Regions from separate parts of the Rattus norvegicus genome. Here region 2 is linked to region 1. Evidence: chromatin contacts called from public Hi-C data. All regions are on one chromosome and are shown on one strand. Each heading gives the region's core, a stretch centred on a gene start, on an enhancer-like site or on the middle of the called end of the contact. The rest is flanking DNA. Distances are from core to core; before and after follow the strand shown.

Region 1 (7,966 bases), core at 2,582-5,081:
ATTCTTTGGATGGAGAATTTTAGCTTACCACTTCAACGGGGTTTCCCCCAGTCAGCGTCTGCTGGACGGGACGTTCCTCTGTTCCCGGTTTGACAAGGTTCTCTTTTGGCTCTCTTGGTTGGGGTTACTCCAGTTTTCTCTGCCGGGTGTTGCGAGGACCTGATTTGACTTGGCTTCTCTCTGTCTGCTGTTTGTTCCTTACTCTTTTACTCCTGCTTGCTAGACACTTGATAAACTCACTCGTTCAAAACCGAAAGTGCGTCTATCATAGATCACACTTCTCTACAAAACGACTTGATCAAGCCTCTCTCATTTTTACGGGCAAAACTTGCCCATTTTATAATTTTCATTGTATCAACATGCAAGAGAAGTAGCTCTCAACTCGGTGTCTCGTTACTCACTTCTGAAACAGCCAATGAGAAGCTGCCAAGTTCTTCACAGTTGCTTATTTTGGTCCCAGCACACTCTCCATGCCCTGCTTGAATGTTTTGCCAGATTGCCTCCAATTTATTGCAAAACCAATTGGCAGAACAATCAGGAAATATGTCTGGGGCCAATTTTAGCCAATGATGGTGCCGCCTCTTTCTCCACCCCCACTTTCCGCTAATCCATCAAACTTCTTCCCGATCTAGCCATTCTTCACAGAAATATTACACTGTGGCCTGGCTCCAAATGTTTAAAAAAAAGGCACTCTTCTTCTCTTTGTCCCACTGTACATCACCCTCACCCTGCTTCCTTCCCTTCCTTCAACCTTCCCAACGCACACATCTCTCAACAGAGACGCTGACCAACGTGCCATTGCAACATCAAAAATGAACCCTACACAAGAGGCAATGGTCCTCTTATGAATACAGGAAGTGGTGGATTTAGACTTCTTCCTGTCAATGTGTGACCCTTTCACAAATCTTTCACGTATCTCTGGTGCAATTGGTGAAGGCAGTGTCTGTGGGAATTAAAGCCAGGATGATCCTTGATCCTCCGGCGACGTTGAGTCCAACCTCAGGTTTCTCTACTGGGTGACAGGCACGAGAGATTATTTTAGGTAGACTAGTAAGCAGGGGGTTCAAGCAGGAAAATCGAAACCCACTCTAGTCATTTCATCAGGGAGAGCTTGGTCGAGGGAATCGGTTGGAGTGCTGGCTGGCTGAGAGACTGAAATGGTAGCAGCAGAATAACACTAGAACCATGGAGCAAGGGGAGCCACTGGGGCTCTCGAGATCTACAGGATCCTAGGAAGGTTCCTACATCCCTGGGGTAGACACTTTGGGGTGTGGGGAGTCCATCTGCACAGCTGCTGATGCTGTCTCTTGGGGCTTGGAGGGAGGTTCTGGGTTGTAGTTCTCACCTCTGAGGCAGAAGCCATATTGCTTTCTGGAGCTTGTACCTTCCCTTCCCACTCTGAGAAATCACATGATGTTGGCTCAGGGAGGTGGAGGCCTCCTCTGCCTATTGCTGTGGGGTGAAGTGCTGGGAGTAGGGGTTGCCAGTGGGACTGGGAAAGAAGCTCCAAGAAGGGAACACACTCTTCCTTCATTTTTCATGCGTATGTGTTGTGCCTGTGTACACATCCTTTTACGTGTACGTGAGCTCGATTATGTACATGCATGTGCACATGCCCATGTAGAGGCCTGAAGTTGATGTTGGGAATCATCCTTGGCCTCCTTTCGACCTTATTCATTGAGGCAGAGTCTCTCAGGAAAGCCCAGAGCTTGCTGATAAATGTCTTGTATGCCAGCTTGCTCTGAGGACCCCTCCACCCCTTGTAAGGATGGGGCTATGAGAGGATCACCACACCTCCTAGCATTTCAGTGGTTCTGGGTATGCAAACATCCGGGTAACAATTGCGCAGCAAGAACTTTAACCAGAGAGGCCCCTCCCTGGGCTCCCCCTTCTGTAGCCTTTAGTCTCCCCCTTGACCCTTTTCAGAACTGATCAGAAAACAACCGGCCATGGGAAAATGACACTTCTCAGAATTCCCCCTAGCACCCCAAAGGAGAGTCTGGGAAGTTTTGGAGCTGGGAAACAATGCCTTACTACTCAAGAGAGGTATGCAGGACATTTGTGGTCAGCAGAGGACAGGCCAGTCATTCTTGCTGACAGCTGGTATCAGGAAAAGGCTGAATTAATGGGAAGCTCACAGGTCATAGAGGTATGGCCTTGAGCTGGTTTCTGAGTCACTGGGACCTGCGTTTCCTAGACCAGTTTTTCGTTTGCATAGCCTTCTTGCTTGGGGCAGAGAGAGTGGGTTGGTGTGGGAAGGGAGAGATTGCAGAATGCAGAATTGTGGGTGGTGATGCCTGGGCCCCTCATCCAGCTGTGTAGGTACTAGAAACTGCAGAGTGGCTGAGGCGGGGCTGCAGGCAGTGGTCAGGCAGAAAACTGAGAACTGGTGGAGTGGCGGGGGGAAATGCCAGTGTCATAGTTTTAGGTACAGCAATCAGCATATTGGGCTTCTGCAGCATCTGAATGTATATATACATGGATCACACATGCGAATCAGATTTCTGATTTCTGGACTTGGGAGTAAAAAGTATGTGGGAGTAGCTTGTGTACGTATGTGTATGTGTGTGATGTAGTGCATATATGTGTGATACAGTGTGTGTGTGTGATACAGGCATATGCATGTATATGTGTATGTGTGTTGGTGTGTGTTTCAGGTGTGTGTGTTGCAGGTGTGTATATGTACATGCATGTGTGTGTATGTGTGTATATGCGTGTGTGGTACAGGTGTGTGTTTATGTGTGTGTATATATGTATGTGTGTGTGTGTTTTGGGTGTGTGTATGTGTGTGTGTGCTGTGGGTGTGTGTATGTGTGTATGTATGCATGTGTGGTACAGGTATGTGTGTATGTGTATATGTATACGTATGTGGGTCAGGTGTGTGTGGTTCAGGTGTGTGTGTTGTGTGTGTGTGTATGTATGTATGTGTGGTACAGGTATGTGTGTATGTGTGTATGTATGTGGTGCAGGTGTGTGTGTATGTGTATGTACATGTATGTGTATGTGTGTGTTGCAGGTGTGTGTATGTACATGTATATGTATGTGTGTGAGAGAGGTCAGCCTAGGCTGTTCTTCCTTAAGTGCTGTCTATAGTGCTTTTGAGCCAGGGTCTCTCATGGACCTGAAGCACCAAATAAGCTAAGTTGGGTGTCCCGAGACCCAGGCTCCGCCTGTCTCTGCCTCCCCAGCACTGGGATTGTCTAATTCTCTTTTGTTTTAGTGTTTTTTTTAATAAATAAATAAATAAATAAATAATTTTATTTTTTTTAAACATGGGTTCTTAAGGGGGCGAACTCAGGTCCTTATCCTGGCAAGGCGAGCACTTCGGCGGCTGATTTATCTCCCAGTCCAGGAAATACCTTGTTTAGAGGAAATCTGCAGCCCCACACACTTAGCGATTATTACAGTTCGTCTAGTGTGTGCAGTTCACGGTACCACCCCGGGACCTAAAGATGTGGAGACAAATGTGGTGAAGACGCCTGTCTTATCCTCCCTCACTTTGTTTCCCACAGTGGGATCGCAGCTGAGGGTCACTGCTAACTCACTAGAACACACCGGAGGCAGTTTTATGGGTTCTGAGCCCTACTCTAGACAGGGGTTCTGAGCAGGTGAGAACAGTGGGGGTCGGACTGCCCGGAGGTACAGAGTGCAGTTGCAAGAGGGAAAGTAGCAGGGAAGGACGGGGAGCTGGGGTCTCCAAAGTAGCAGGGAAGGACGGGGAGCTGGGGTCTCCAGCGGGCTGCAGCCGCTGGGCTCAAACATGCTCCCAGGGAGCAGCCGGACCGGTTTGGGTTTCACCTTCCGTTCACCTCTGATGAAAGCAGTTCTCATCACTGTCCTGAGAACAGCCAAGGGAAAAGAAACGCAGACGATCTGGACGAGGCATTACTGGGATAGAGAGCCATGTTAACGGAGAGAGACTCGGCGACTGGCTGGACAATCCCAGTGTAGTCACCGAGGTAGAGCTCAAGGCTTTTTCTAGAGGCTTTTTCTAGATTTCTATTTCTTTGAGTGATTGTGACTTAACCGGAGTCTTTTTCAGATCTGAGTGGAGGCTGCAGGTGCCTTTGAATGAAGCAGGTATTAGAGTCCGGTCCAGGAGATGGTCTGGGATTGAAGCCTGCCGCTGCCTGCTGTTGGGGTCCACCCCCTGCAGTCTTCAACCTTTGGCTTCCCCTTGGGTGACCAGCCTTGACACCCAATGTCCAAACACTGATAAAATCGATCCCTTAAGTGTGGGAAAGTCCTAACTCATTGATTGCTTCCTCCCCCACCCCGTGCCTGGCATGGGCTCTCTCCCAGGATGTGCCTAGCTTGTGAGGTTGGGGGAGGTCAGAGCCCTGATGAAAAATGAGTGGAATTCCACAGAATCACGCCAGTCTTGATAAATGACAGCAGGGGATGGTTTGTAGAGAGAGGAAGGATCAGGGGAAGTGAGGATAATCAGATGGATTAACGATAATCCACCTTTATCTGGATTTAAATGTATGTATGACTTACAAGGGGGGCACCTTGAGGGCTTGAGGAGTAGGGAGTTTAAAGGGAGAGAGGAATGGGAAGAAAAGAGGGTGAGGGGGGAATTAAAAAAGTTCTTGTTTTTTTTCCCCTCATATGTGGAATTTAGTAAGGTGTGTGTGTGTGTGTGTGTGTGAGAGAGAGAGAGAGAGAGAGAGAGAGAGAGAGAGAGAGAGAGAGGAGGAAGACAGAAGACAGAATATTTGGCAACATGGCTAGAATCACTAGCAGGAGAGGGAAAAGGGAAGTGGGGTATAAGAAAGCTACAACAATATATAATTTCTGAAACATTCTCATGGGCGGAGTTGTAGCTCAGTTGCTGGTGTTTCTCCAGAATACAGGGAGCCCTGGGTTCAGTTCTCACATAATCTGAGCATGGTAGTAAATGTTGTAGTCTCAGCTTAAGAGGCAGGAGGACTAGGAGTCCAAGGGCGCTACAGAGTAAGTTTGAAATCAGCCTGGGCTACACAAGACCCCATCTTAAAATAAAGGTCACAATGAGAAATTCCTCTATTTTGTATCTTCACTTAAAAAAAAAGAGCAACAATAAAGGAAAGAAGATAAGTCACTTTTGGTTTTTCCCCCTCATATGTGGAATTTAGTGAGGGGTGTGTGTGTGTGTGTGTGTGTGTGTGTGTGTGTGTGTGTGTGTTTTTCGTGTTCGACTGGTCTTTGTGATGTCTTCAGAGTAAGCCAGCTCTCCACTCCAAATATTCAAAATCATCAACAACAACAAACCCAAAAGACCTATAGAGTTTATTTTTTTTCAAGTTAATGACATCTAAACAAATTCTTTCGGAGACAGCTATTCTTTTCCTCAGAGAGATATAGCACGGGTGGTGCCATTGGCCTGAGACTTAGGTTTGATTGGACACACTCTTCTTTCAACTATGAACGGATCTGTCTGCTTTCTGTAGTGGAGACCCACTCTGCTCTGACTTGGGTCTGCTCTTAAGTAGCCTTACCCAACTTGAGTCCAGTGAAATCACGGCAAGTGGTCTCCCTTGCTCCTTTATTGCACCGATGTCTTCTGTGATTTCTAACTCTATCGCCCTTCACTGAGCCTGTAGATTAGATTCCAACTACAGAGGAACTGTTTCCAGGTGGCACCAGAGTGGCATAGAGGGCTAACTTTGATACCATCTCAAGCCCAGCCAGTGGTCAGAGTTGCGATGCATCGTGGGAGATCATAGAAATGTTTTGGGTGATTCTGCCATGGGTTAGCTGAAATGCCCTTTGGGAAGAAGATAACTCCCTAAACTTCCAGGCAGTTAATCAAATGTTTGGGTGTGTCGTTGATAAAGCAGAGGTTCAAAGAACCCAATGGTTCTTGAACAGAATGGCCTGTAAGTCTTTTCGGGGAGGTGTTTCTCCAGCAGGGAAACCGTCTTCCTACTGTTTAATCTTCTCTGTAGACTGCAGGGTCATGACAGAGGGAACAAGCGCCACTCTAAAGTACTGAGCTTATAATCGTGTTGCATTTCTGGTTGAGGGACTTTAGCACACAGAATTACTTGGGAGTGGAGGCGGAGAGCAAAGATTTAGGTCTACCTAGCCCAGTTCTTATCTGGGGTAGCTTGGTGAGTAGACACCATCTGCACTACTGAAGACAATTAATGCACAAGAAATCCCCACCTCCACCAGACAGCAGAGTGACCTGATTCTCAGTGTCAAGAGTGTCACAAAGTTAGGGCACCTTGATTAATGTCTATTAGGACCCACGTGACTCAAATACAGTACTTATGTTTGGTGTTAGCTTAAGGACAAGAAGTGTGGCTCACGTGTATCTTAGTATCTCCCTTGTTTATGATAATATTCCAAGGAAAAGAGTCTATAGTCTTCATTGGGAACACATCAGGACATGTGTAGCAGGACAGAGTCCTTTAGATAATACAATCCTCTTACCTAAAGTTAAAGTCATGGATCTAATTGCAAATGTCCTTAGAATATGCACTAGTTACAGCTGCCAAGTCAAGCCAAGTCTCCTGGCATCATAGGCCACTGTTCTTGTGACTACTCCTTAGCACTTCTCCACTCTTTGACCATGAGTCCGCAGACCACAGGTGAGGCACAGCTGGGCTATTCACTGGTGCAGAGGTTATCAGAGGGAAGGAAGGCTCATTTCCCTATGACTAAAAGTGGGCCTGGCCTCGCAGTAGTGAGGAGGCACTGCTCTGCCCAATCTGTCTTCATTTTCTACAGCCTTTTATGACTCTGTTTTAGAGAAACACAACCGTGCTTCAAAGGCTTGATTCTGTCAATTTCCCTGCACCATATGTTCCTATTAAAACGTTTATAACACTCTTTATCTTGAGATTATTATGTGAGGGTTACTAATGGTTAATAAGACATGCTACAGTGTCCAACTTAATGTTCATATATATATAAATATATATACATATATAAAGATATATGTGTATATATATAGAGAGAGAGTGAGAGAGAAAGAGAGAGAGAGAGAGAGAGAGAGAGAGAGAGAGTGTGTGTGTGTAGGAATAACACATGTGATTTATATCATTTCCAAAGATAGTCCCCAAATACTCTAAACAACAATAAAATTATGTTATTGTGTTGAATTGTTTTCAGAGTTGAAATAAATAAATAATTGTAGATAGTTGGAATGTATTCCTTTATGTATTAATTATCTATTTATTTATCAATCTATTTATGTATTGTTATGAATGTCTGATTAGTGCTTCACTATTGATAGCACCAGAACACTTGTTAGCATGGCATAAATGTTCTTTAATTGTAACTTCCATGGCTACCATATAACTATCATGACCTCTGGTCTCGGTGATTCCTTTCATGACACTGTTTTAAGTATGCTATGATATTCGGGTCAAGATTAAGTGAAAAATAAGCTATTTCTATTAAGTGATTGGGCCATCTGATTATAAAAATGATGCTCACTGTAAAAGAATTGAAAAACACAGGAAAGAAAACATGTTTATGGCCCCTTTCACTCATCTACAACAGCATAATGGGATACATTAATAGGTGCTGCTCTACACAGACACACAGACACACACACTCACAGACACACACACACACACACACACACACACACACACACATGTAAACCAAAGGTACACATATCTGACAATTCCATTAAGCATACAAGTTGCATATATCTGTTCTTGTTGTGCTTGAACATTGCCTCATTTCAACCTACAACTTTTTATGCGTGGCTTTGAGGGTCTGGTGACAGAGCTTTATAAGGGCTCAGTCACTCCCAGCGGCTTTCAGTTCTTTATAAACAATGCTGTCCCGAGCACTGCTGCCCCATCTTGCAGACTTTGTAAGATGGGATGAGATGACCCGCGTGAGGATCTTCATTCCACACTCACAGACGTTCAAGACGTCTCCTCTCTCAATGTTCTCTCCCTCCACCTTCTTTCCCCTATCTTTGATAAATTTTTCTTTTCCTTTAAAATGAAAAAAGTCATTT
Region 2 (7,966 bases), core at 3,483-5,982, 55 kb before region 1:
AACATAATTTAACAACAGATGACCATACCCTTTGGGGAAGGCGCCAACAATCTACCTTAAAGACAGAAAATTAAAAAAAAAAAAAGTTAAAAAAAGAGGAAAGAAAAAAGAAAAAAGAAAAAAGAAAAAAAAAGGAAGGAGATTTTTTTTTCTTAAAAAAAAATGAAAACTCCTCCTTACAAAATAAATAATTTCAGCACATGGAACGTCTTGAAGGTTAAACGCTGGTATTCAGGGAGGTACAGGTGAAGGTCTGAGCTGGCAGACTCCAGCATCTGCTGGCCACATGGGGCCCAGGCAGGCAACCAGGGGCAAATGTGCTTGGGCACTTACGGGCTGCTTGAAAAATCTTCCCCAAGAAATTTTGGTCTCCTTTCCTTGCCCTTGGCTTTCCTTCTGAGGTCGCAGGCAAAGGCACAGTGAATGTTCTAGGAACAGCATATGTATTTCCCAGCAGCCGGGTTTTAAGGCTCAAGGTGTTTTTCTTCTTGTTTTAAAAATATATATATATATTTATGATAAAGCTCACCGATGTGCTCTATGTTATCTGTTTATTCCCCTTAGGGCAAAAGAAGGCCTTTCTTTCTTTCTTTCTTTCTTTCTTTCTTTCTTTCTTTCTTTCTCTCTTTCTCTCTTTCTCTCTTTCTTTTTTTAAGGCAGCTGCTCCTGAAATCTGAGAGCCTGGGGAATTAATCAAAGCTCACCCCCAAAACTGATGGTGTAACAAAATTCTGTATATTGCTTATGTTACTATAACAACACGTTTTTTTCTTTTTCTTTTTTTTTCCATTTTTTTGTTTGTTTTGTTTTTGTTTTTGTTTTTTTGTCTGTTTAGGAGAAAGCAAATCTGTACAAAAATACTCTGGTTGCAAGGAAGGCTAGGGGACACTCTTGAACTAGGAGAAGTTAAGCTGTTGGAAAAATAAGAGCATTTAACTTTTTTATCTAAAATATGTATAAATCCCCTCAAAATGGTAATGAGTCATACACAGTACATACTAAAAGTATTTAAAATAGAGAATATTCCTCACAGAGGACTTTTTTTTCCTTTAATTACGGCTAAAAAATAATTACAAAGTCCAAACAGGCAGGGAGATTCTCCAATCATCCTCCTCACTAACTCTGAAGGAGCCAAGCCCTTCCTCACTGACGCTGGTGGGTCCATCTGGCCACGAATGGCCGGGCCATTTGCAACGTGTTTGCATGAGCTCAGATAATGTCTTAAAGTCTCTCTCCTGGAATCTCAGCAATCGTTACCTTCACTTACATCTTTAAAAAATAACGACAGACCAAAAAAAAAAAGTGTCCAAAGGAATTTCAATTGGTTCTTGATTTTCTTCAGCGTTTTCTTTTTCCTTTTCTTCTTAAAAAAAAAAAAAAAAAAAGATCAACTCTGTCACCATTGCTCTTCAAGGTCTCCTCAGGGTCTGGTGAGCTGTGTGTAGACGGGTTGTTCCCAGTGCTGAGGGCTGTGGGTCTGCGGGATGGAAGGGACCCCGGAGGTGTCAGCGATGGGGGTGTACATGGGGCGCTGCGCTGGGTTCATGTAGGTGAAGGTGGAGTAGAGCCCCGAGCCCTGGCCGGCTGCGTGGCTGTAGTAGGAGCCGGAGTTCTGGTGGTCGGTGTAGTCATACTGCGAGCGCGTGATGGTTGGGTAGGAGGGGTTGTAGTGCGGAAGGTTGAAGGGGCTGTAGGAGATCTGTTGCGGGGAGTGCTGCTGCTGCTCGCTGTAGTGGCTCGGGCTCAGTTGCTCCGTCTTGATGTGCGTTCTCTGGGACTGGCCTGGCTCGCTGCTCAGCGTGGTGAGCGTGTGCGCCTGCTGCTGCTGGGGTGCCTGCTGCGGCTGCGGGGGTGCTTGCTGCTGCGGAGGCGCCTGTGGGGCTTGCGGAGCCTGTGGGGGCTGCTGTGGAGGAGGGGGCGGCGCCTGTTGCTTTGACATCCACACGTGGCCCGCGGTCGCTGGAGTGGGTGCGGTGCTGCTGATGCCGTAGCTGCCAGTGTAGGAGACCTGGCCGTGGGTGGCCGGCACCCCTGGGTGGCCGTTGGGCGGCAGGTATTGGTCAAACTCATTGACGTCGAAGGTCTCGATGTTGGAGATGACGTCGCTGCTCAGCTCACCGATGTCCACGTCGCGGAAGTCGATGGGGGGCTGTCTGCCACCCTCTGCCAGAGGGCGCCCCTCTCGTTTCAGATCAACTTTCCCAGCTTGCACGTCTGTTTTGGGAGTGGTGGGTGGGGTCGGTGGACCCTGAGATTGCCCTGCAGGCAATAAAAGAGAGACAAACGGTAAAAAAATCAACAAGCGCTATGCAAAGCCCCGGGTCTTCGAAGCCCATAGGGACCCTCCCTGGTTGCCAAGGTGTTATTAGGACCCGCTCCCGCGCTGGAGGCGAGCTGCACTAGCGATAAGTCGCCGAATGATTAACCCGCAGGTACACACTAGGCAAGCTCCTTTTATCAGGGGAGGGGTCTGAGGTCCCAAGGGTCCGGAAGACTAAATTGCTACCTGTAGAAGAATGTGTGCTTTTGGGGTGAGGCGCAAAGAGAAAAGTGGGTAAGTTTCGTAAAGCAATTAAGACATGTTACCTTGCAATAAAGAATCCAGCTCAGGATTCATGGTTTGAGGTAGGTGTGTGTGTGTGTGTGTGTGTGTGTGTGTGTGTGTGTGTGTGTGTGTGTGTGCGCGCGCGCGCGCGTGCGCTCGCCCCCGCGTGCGCTCGCCCCCGCGCGCGCCCGTGTACGCGCGCCTGCCTGCCTGTTTCTGAGGGCCCAGGACAGGGAATACAGGGAATAGTGTTTCCTTACTTCATGGAGCTCAAGATTCCTACCCAGATATTTCTCGGGGTTGGGGGGGGGGGGCTAAGGAGGAGCCCGGAGTGGCCAGGCCTGGGGGATCACTCGCGTCTTGCTCACCGGAGTGCTCGCCCGGGGAGTGCACCTCACTCATGCCCGAGGAGGAGTGCGGGGAGTCCGCTTGCAGCGCCTTGAAGATGGCGTTAGGAGAGATGTGAGTCTGTTCGGTGGCCTCTTCGGCCTCTGCTTGCCCATTCTTCACCGACTTCCTCCGCCGGGGCTGGTACTTGTAATCGGGGTGGTCTTTCTTGTGCTGCACGCGCAGCCGCTCCGCCTCCTCCACGAAGGGTCTCTTCTCGCTCTCGTTCAGCAGTCTGGGGGGGCAGAAGTAAAGAGGGAGGGGGGGTCAATGAAACCCTGGGAGCTGTCAGGTCCCCACCCCTCCTTCGCGCAATACCCCTCCTCCCTTCTGTCTGCTTTCCATCCTCCTCGGAGACTCAGAACTTTTTTTTCTTTCTTTTTCTTTCTTTTTTTAAAAAAGTATTCGGAGTCGACCTGAGCGGTCACTCCTCGCCCCGCCCCGCCCCCTCCCGGGCCTCCTATTTTGGAAGCCCAGTAGACGAAAATAGCTCCCTGCTGAGGCTGCTCTAAACGCCTTTGCTACCGGAGCGGTCCACCCCTCCCAACACGCAGTAAAAACTTTCCGAAAACCCACTTAAATTGCAAGAAGCTCGCTCTGTCGATCCACGCCCCTACCAGTTCTCAGTAGCTTTCCCCAATTCTTGCCTGGGTCTACTCCGGTCTCAGTTACACTTTCCCTTCACTCGGTCTTCCCAGGAAAGAGCGCAGTTGGCCGGGGGGGGGGGGGAGGTGGGCTTGCTTCCTCTAATTGTTCCTTTCAAGGAGGACCGGGGTGGCACACCCCCTCACTCCCCACTACATTCCTACATTCACGCCACTCTCCACCGCGCACCCCCCAACTCCCCGCCATCGCTAAGAGCAATCCCAAGAACTTTCTCAAACTTTGAGCTGCGTCCCCCCCCCCCCAGCCCTCCCTGCCCTCCCCGCCCTCCCCGCCCTGCATCCTGGACCGAAGACCCCAGGATGCACAACTCAGGGAGGCGGGGCGGGGTCGGTAAGTGCAGCCCGCGTCCCGGGTAGCCACTGAGCCCTCCGTGGCAGCCCGCGCGCTCACCTCCAGAGCTTGCCCAGAGTCTTGCTGAGCTCCGCGTTGTGCAGATGCGGGTACTGGTCTGCCAGCTTCCTGCGCGCAGCCTGCGCCCACACCATGAAGGCGTTCATGGGCCGCTTGACGTGTGGCTTGTTCTTGCTGGAGCCGTTGACGCGCACCGGCATGGGCACCAGGGTCCAGTCGTAGCCCTTCAGCACCTGGCTGACCGCCTCGCGGATGCACACTGGGAATTTATCTTCCTCGCTCTCCTTCTTCAGATCCGGCTCGCCCTTGGGGAACGTGTTCTCCTGGGGCCGTGTGTTCTCCGTGTCGGAGCCTGAGCCCGAGGGGCAGGGCGAACCAGCCGAGTCCTCCGACATGGTGGGGCTGGGGGCGCCAGACAAGCCCTTCTCCTGCTCGTCGGTCATCTTCATGAAGGGGTCCAGGAGATTCATACGCGAGCCCGGGGCAGGGGGCGGGTGGCCGGGAAAGGAGAGAAGCCGCGGCTGCTGGGGCTCCTCTTCCCTCAGCTGCCCGGACGCGGACGCCGAGCGAACGGCTCCCGGGGAGGTTGGCGCGTCACCCGGCTGCGGCGGCGAGCACTTAGCAGAGGCGCTGGGTGGCCAGTGCTCAGTTGCCCGCTCCAAACCCGGGGAAGGCGAATCGGAGCGGAGGAGGAGGGAGGGAAAACAGAGAACGAAACCAGGGCTACTTGCACCCCGTCTCTTTTGCAAAGAAAAGTTCCTGGACCGAAACTGGTAAAGTTGTCGCTCCCACTGAAGTTTCCAGACAGTTCCGAGCAACGCTCTCAGCTCTCCGGCTCCCAGCCCAGAGTCTCTTTAATAAATACTCCCCCTTCACCTTAGAGACCTCGGACCAATCACGGCTCGGCAGTCATCAGGGTTGGCAAGTCGCTGATTGGACCGGATTTTGAAAGGGTGGGGGGAGGATTGTGGCTCCGGGTTGGGTGACGAGACTCGAGGGGAGGAGAGGGGAGGGAAGCTCAGCCGGAGGGTGGATGGGGATGGTGGGGTGAGGGGACTTGGGGGGGGGGGCGCGGGGCAGGCGGGGGACCCGGGACGTCCGAGTGTGTAAGTTTGCTCTCTACTCTCCGAATGTCACAGTTTTGGAACGGTCTCCTTGTGTGTGTGTGTGTGTGTGTGTGTGTGTGTGTGTGTGTGTGTGTGTGTACGCGCGCATGTCTAGACTAGGACCCCCCTCCCACTATCCCTCCCGCCCCCCCCCCCACCACAGTCCACTACTTTTTCGATGCTGTCTCCGTGGTACCCGGGACTTTGCTGGCGTTTACAGCAATGGAAATTGCAACAGCTGCTCGTCAAAGCGGAGCTCAGCTTCTGCGCCTGGAGTCTGCCGGCTTCCCAAAAAGTGCTTAGAAATTGTCTTTTGGAAGCAAATGTTTGGGTGACTCAACGCCCGCTGTTCTCTGTAATAATCCATATAAATAGATTAACGCGCTCTGGTTCACCGAGGCCGGTGTGGTGGTGGCTGGAGATTCTGCTGCGCTCTCGCAGTGGGAATCAATGAAAACCAAAGCCAAGCACCGGCGAAAGCTGGCGGCGGGGACCGCGCAGTCCCGGGCTCTAGCGGCCGGTCCCTTGGGCCACGCCGACCTTGAACTGACAAGTCCTTCCCCGGCCCCTCCAGCACTCTGACGCCCCTTGGAGTCAGGATTATTACTTTAGAGTTTTGTTTCTAGCCTCCTGGCTGAGTCACAAACACCATCAGGTTCGCTACTGGAGTTTGCAAAAACTGCTCCGGTGTTGAGAGTGAAGTTTGCAAAGGTGGCAGCGCAGGACGGTGAGGCCGAGAAGGCCCTTGACTTGGACTGGAGACTCCAGACAAAACGGGCCACTTTGGCGGAGCCTTGTGACTCCCTCGCTTGGGCCTTCCTTTACCAGATAACCTGGGAAGGCGAAGCGCTAGGCGTCTGAACTTTAGTCGCGTCCTTTTAGACCTGCACACAGGTGGGCGTTCTGGGGGAGGCCACGTAGGTGTCCGTTGTACTTTAAGAGTGCTTGGAGCCGAAGATCCGTGTTTATTCAAACTCTTAGAGCAAAGTTGGATAAGGGAGGAATTATCTTTTCTGGAACGAATAAAAAAATCTTAGTTGCCATCGGGCGACATGCCCTCGGAACCACAAACAAACTCACAACGGTGTAAAAAAAAAAAGATAAACAAATTCATTTAAGCACCCCTTTCTGATTCTTGCAAAACTTCGCTTTGGACTTATTAAATTATTGATAAAGTGAACCGGCCTGTGTTCTAGCGAAGACAGGTTCCTACCCTCCAATTTGCTAAGTGTGGACACTTAGATATAAACGAATTTTTTCTTCGGGGTGCTTTTGAAAAGCTCGTTCCCCTTCGTTTTCTTCCGAAGTGGACATTTGTTATTTAGGGAAAGGAACTCGGGAAAACAGTAAGCTACGACTCGGTTCGGTCGGGTTTCTTTTCAAACGAATGTTACTCGCATTGTGTCACTACCACCCTATAGTCTGTTTACGAGCTTAAGAGACGTACAGACAATAGCCATCTATTCGTATCTCACAATGTGTAAGAAAATATATCTTTTTTTTTCAGAGTTGGGGGGCGGATTTTCTGTGCTCTGGGATGAAGGTATTTATGTGATCCTCAAACCGATTGAAGAGACCAGGGACCACTGTCAGATGTATTAAACCAGCGAGTTGTAATTTGTTGTAATTACCACGTTTTCTAAAGGCAGCGAGAACGACAGTGGCCTTATAAGGCATTTTGAAATATTTTATTGAGTATTTGTTCATGAATACTTACATTTACCCTTAATACAACATATGCAGAGATGTAATGTGCTACGACATTTTAAATCATGAAACGTCTTACATGTTTCTATGCCTCCACGCAAGCGTTTTTATATTCTTGAGTCTTTTTTTTGGGGGGGGGTGTTAACTTTTTAAACAAGTTGAAATGAAAATTGCACTGCAATTTTCGGCAACATCCAGAGGGGGCGCCAAAAGCCCAGAAACTGTCTGGAACTTTTGAGAAACTGCTGGAAAACTTTCCTTGCGGTGAACGGGCAGGGGCCCCGGGGTGGGGGAGGTGGCAGTGGTGCGTTGCTCGCAGTCAGTGGTCTTTCCAGGAGGAGACTTATCTCTACCGGAATTCCAACTCCTATTCTTTCCTGTGAGGATTCGACTGCGTGCAGCCTCGTTCAGGGGACCAGGGAAGTGCTTGTCTACAGGGAGTTGGGGGCGGGGAAGGCACTGCAGATGCCCAGGCTTTCTCATTTACAACCTGGAGAGTGAGAGTTGAGGGGCGCGGGTGTGTGTGTGTGGTGCCCCTTATTCTCCAGGTGCCAAGAGTTATCTTGTGTGCCATGATCAGGCGAAGGCTGTCTGTCAGGCACCTCAGTTTAAGAGTGGCTGAACGTGAAAAGCCCACTCCCAGAAGCCCTTCAGGGGCTTAGTCCACTGTGACTTGACTTTTTCTGTCACCCAGGCCTCTTCCTGACTTGATTCTGGCAGAATCTGGCATTCCTCAGGCCAGTGGACCTCAGCTTGAGGAAGGGGAAGCACCCTGGTGCGGACTGTGTTTAGATTACTGACCCAGCAAGAGGCTGCTGCTCTGTTCTAGCCAGAACCTCCTCTCTGGAGGTGGATGCTGTGGGGTCTGCAGTCTCCTGGGTGTGAGGGATGGAAAAGTTGAGGTGGATCCCAAGAGAAGTTATTGGGAAGTCCTCATCTGGGATCCCCCCACCTTTTCTCTCTCCAGCGGTACAGGGCCCAATCTCCCTGGTGGAGGTCTGTTGATCTCCCCTCCTACCAGCACAAACGGGGACAGGGGTAGGTGGAGGGGGTAGGGGGAATGCTGTGTGCCCTAGAGAGGATCCAGCTCCTGTGGACAGAGGGTGTGAAGGCTCAGCTACGTGCACTCTCTCCACACGAAGAATTAGGGACTAAAGCCTTCCCTACTCCAAAAGTCCTTAGCAAGGTGGGGACCTTGTCTAAA

What was found. A called contact is a pair of places that touch in the nucleus more often than the background predicts.
Region 2: a Hi-C map of liver shows a contact between it and region 1, with 2.2 times the contacts expected there. The contact joins the promoter of Sox9 here to the enhancer-like site in region 1. A contact is called at or near these places in 4 of 12 Hi-C or Micro-C datasets (kidney, liver and mammary epithelial cells).

Annotation. Positions count from the first base shown.
Region 1 is chr10:98,246,501-98,254,466 of GRCr8, reverse strand. It overlaps LOC103693474 (a long non-coding RNA gene), which reads right to left and starts at 471. Exons shown (of 2, transcript XR_594924.4): 1 at 1-471. Within about 2 kb of position 3,831, at least 3 of the 93 cell types and tissues checked have an H3K27ac peak or open chromatin away from gene starts, as enhancers often do. A contact at or near this core is called in liver, where this site is marked.
Region 2 is chr10:98,302,510-98,310,475 of GRCr8, reverse strand. Sox9 (SRY-box transcription factor 9) reads right to left here and starts at 4,732. Exons shown (of 3, transcript NM_080403.2): 1 at 3,989-4,732; 2 at 2,914-3,167; 3 at 1-2,259. The coding sequence starts at 4,419. The coding sequence ends at 1,421.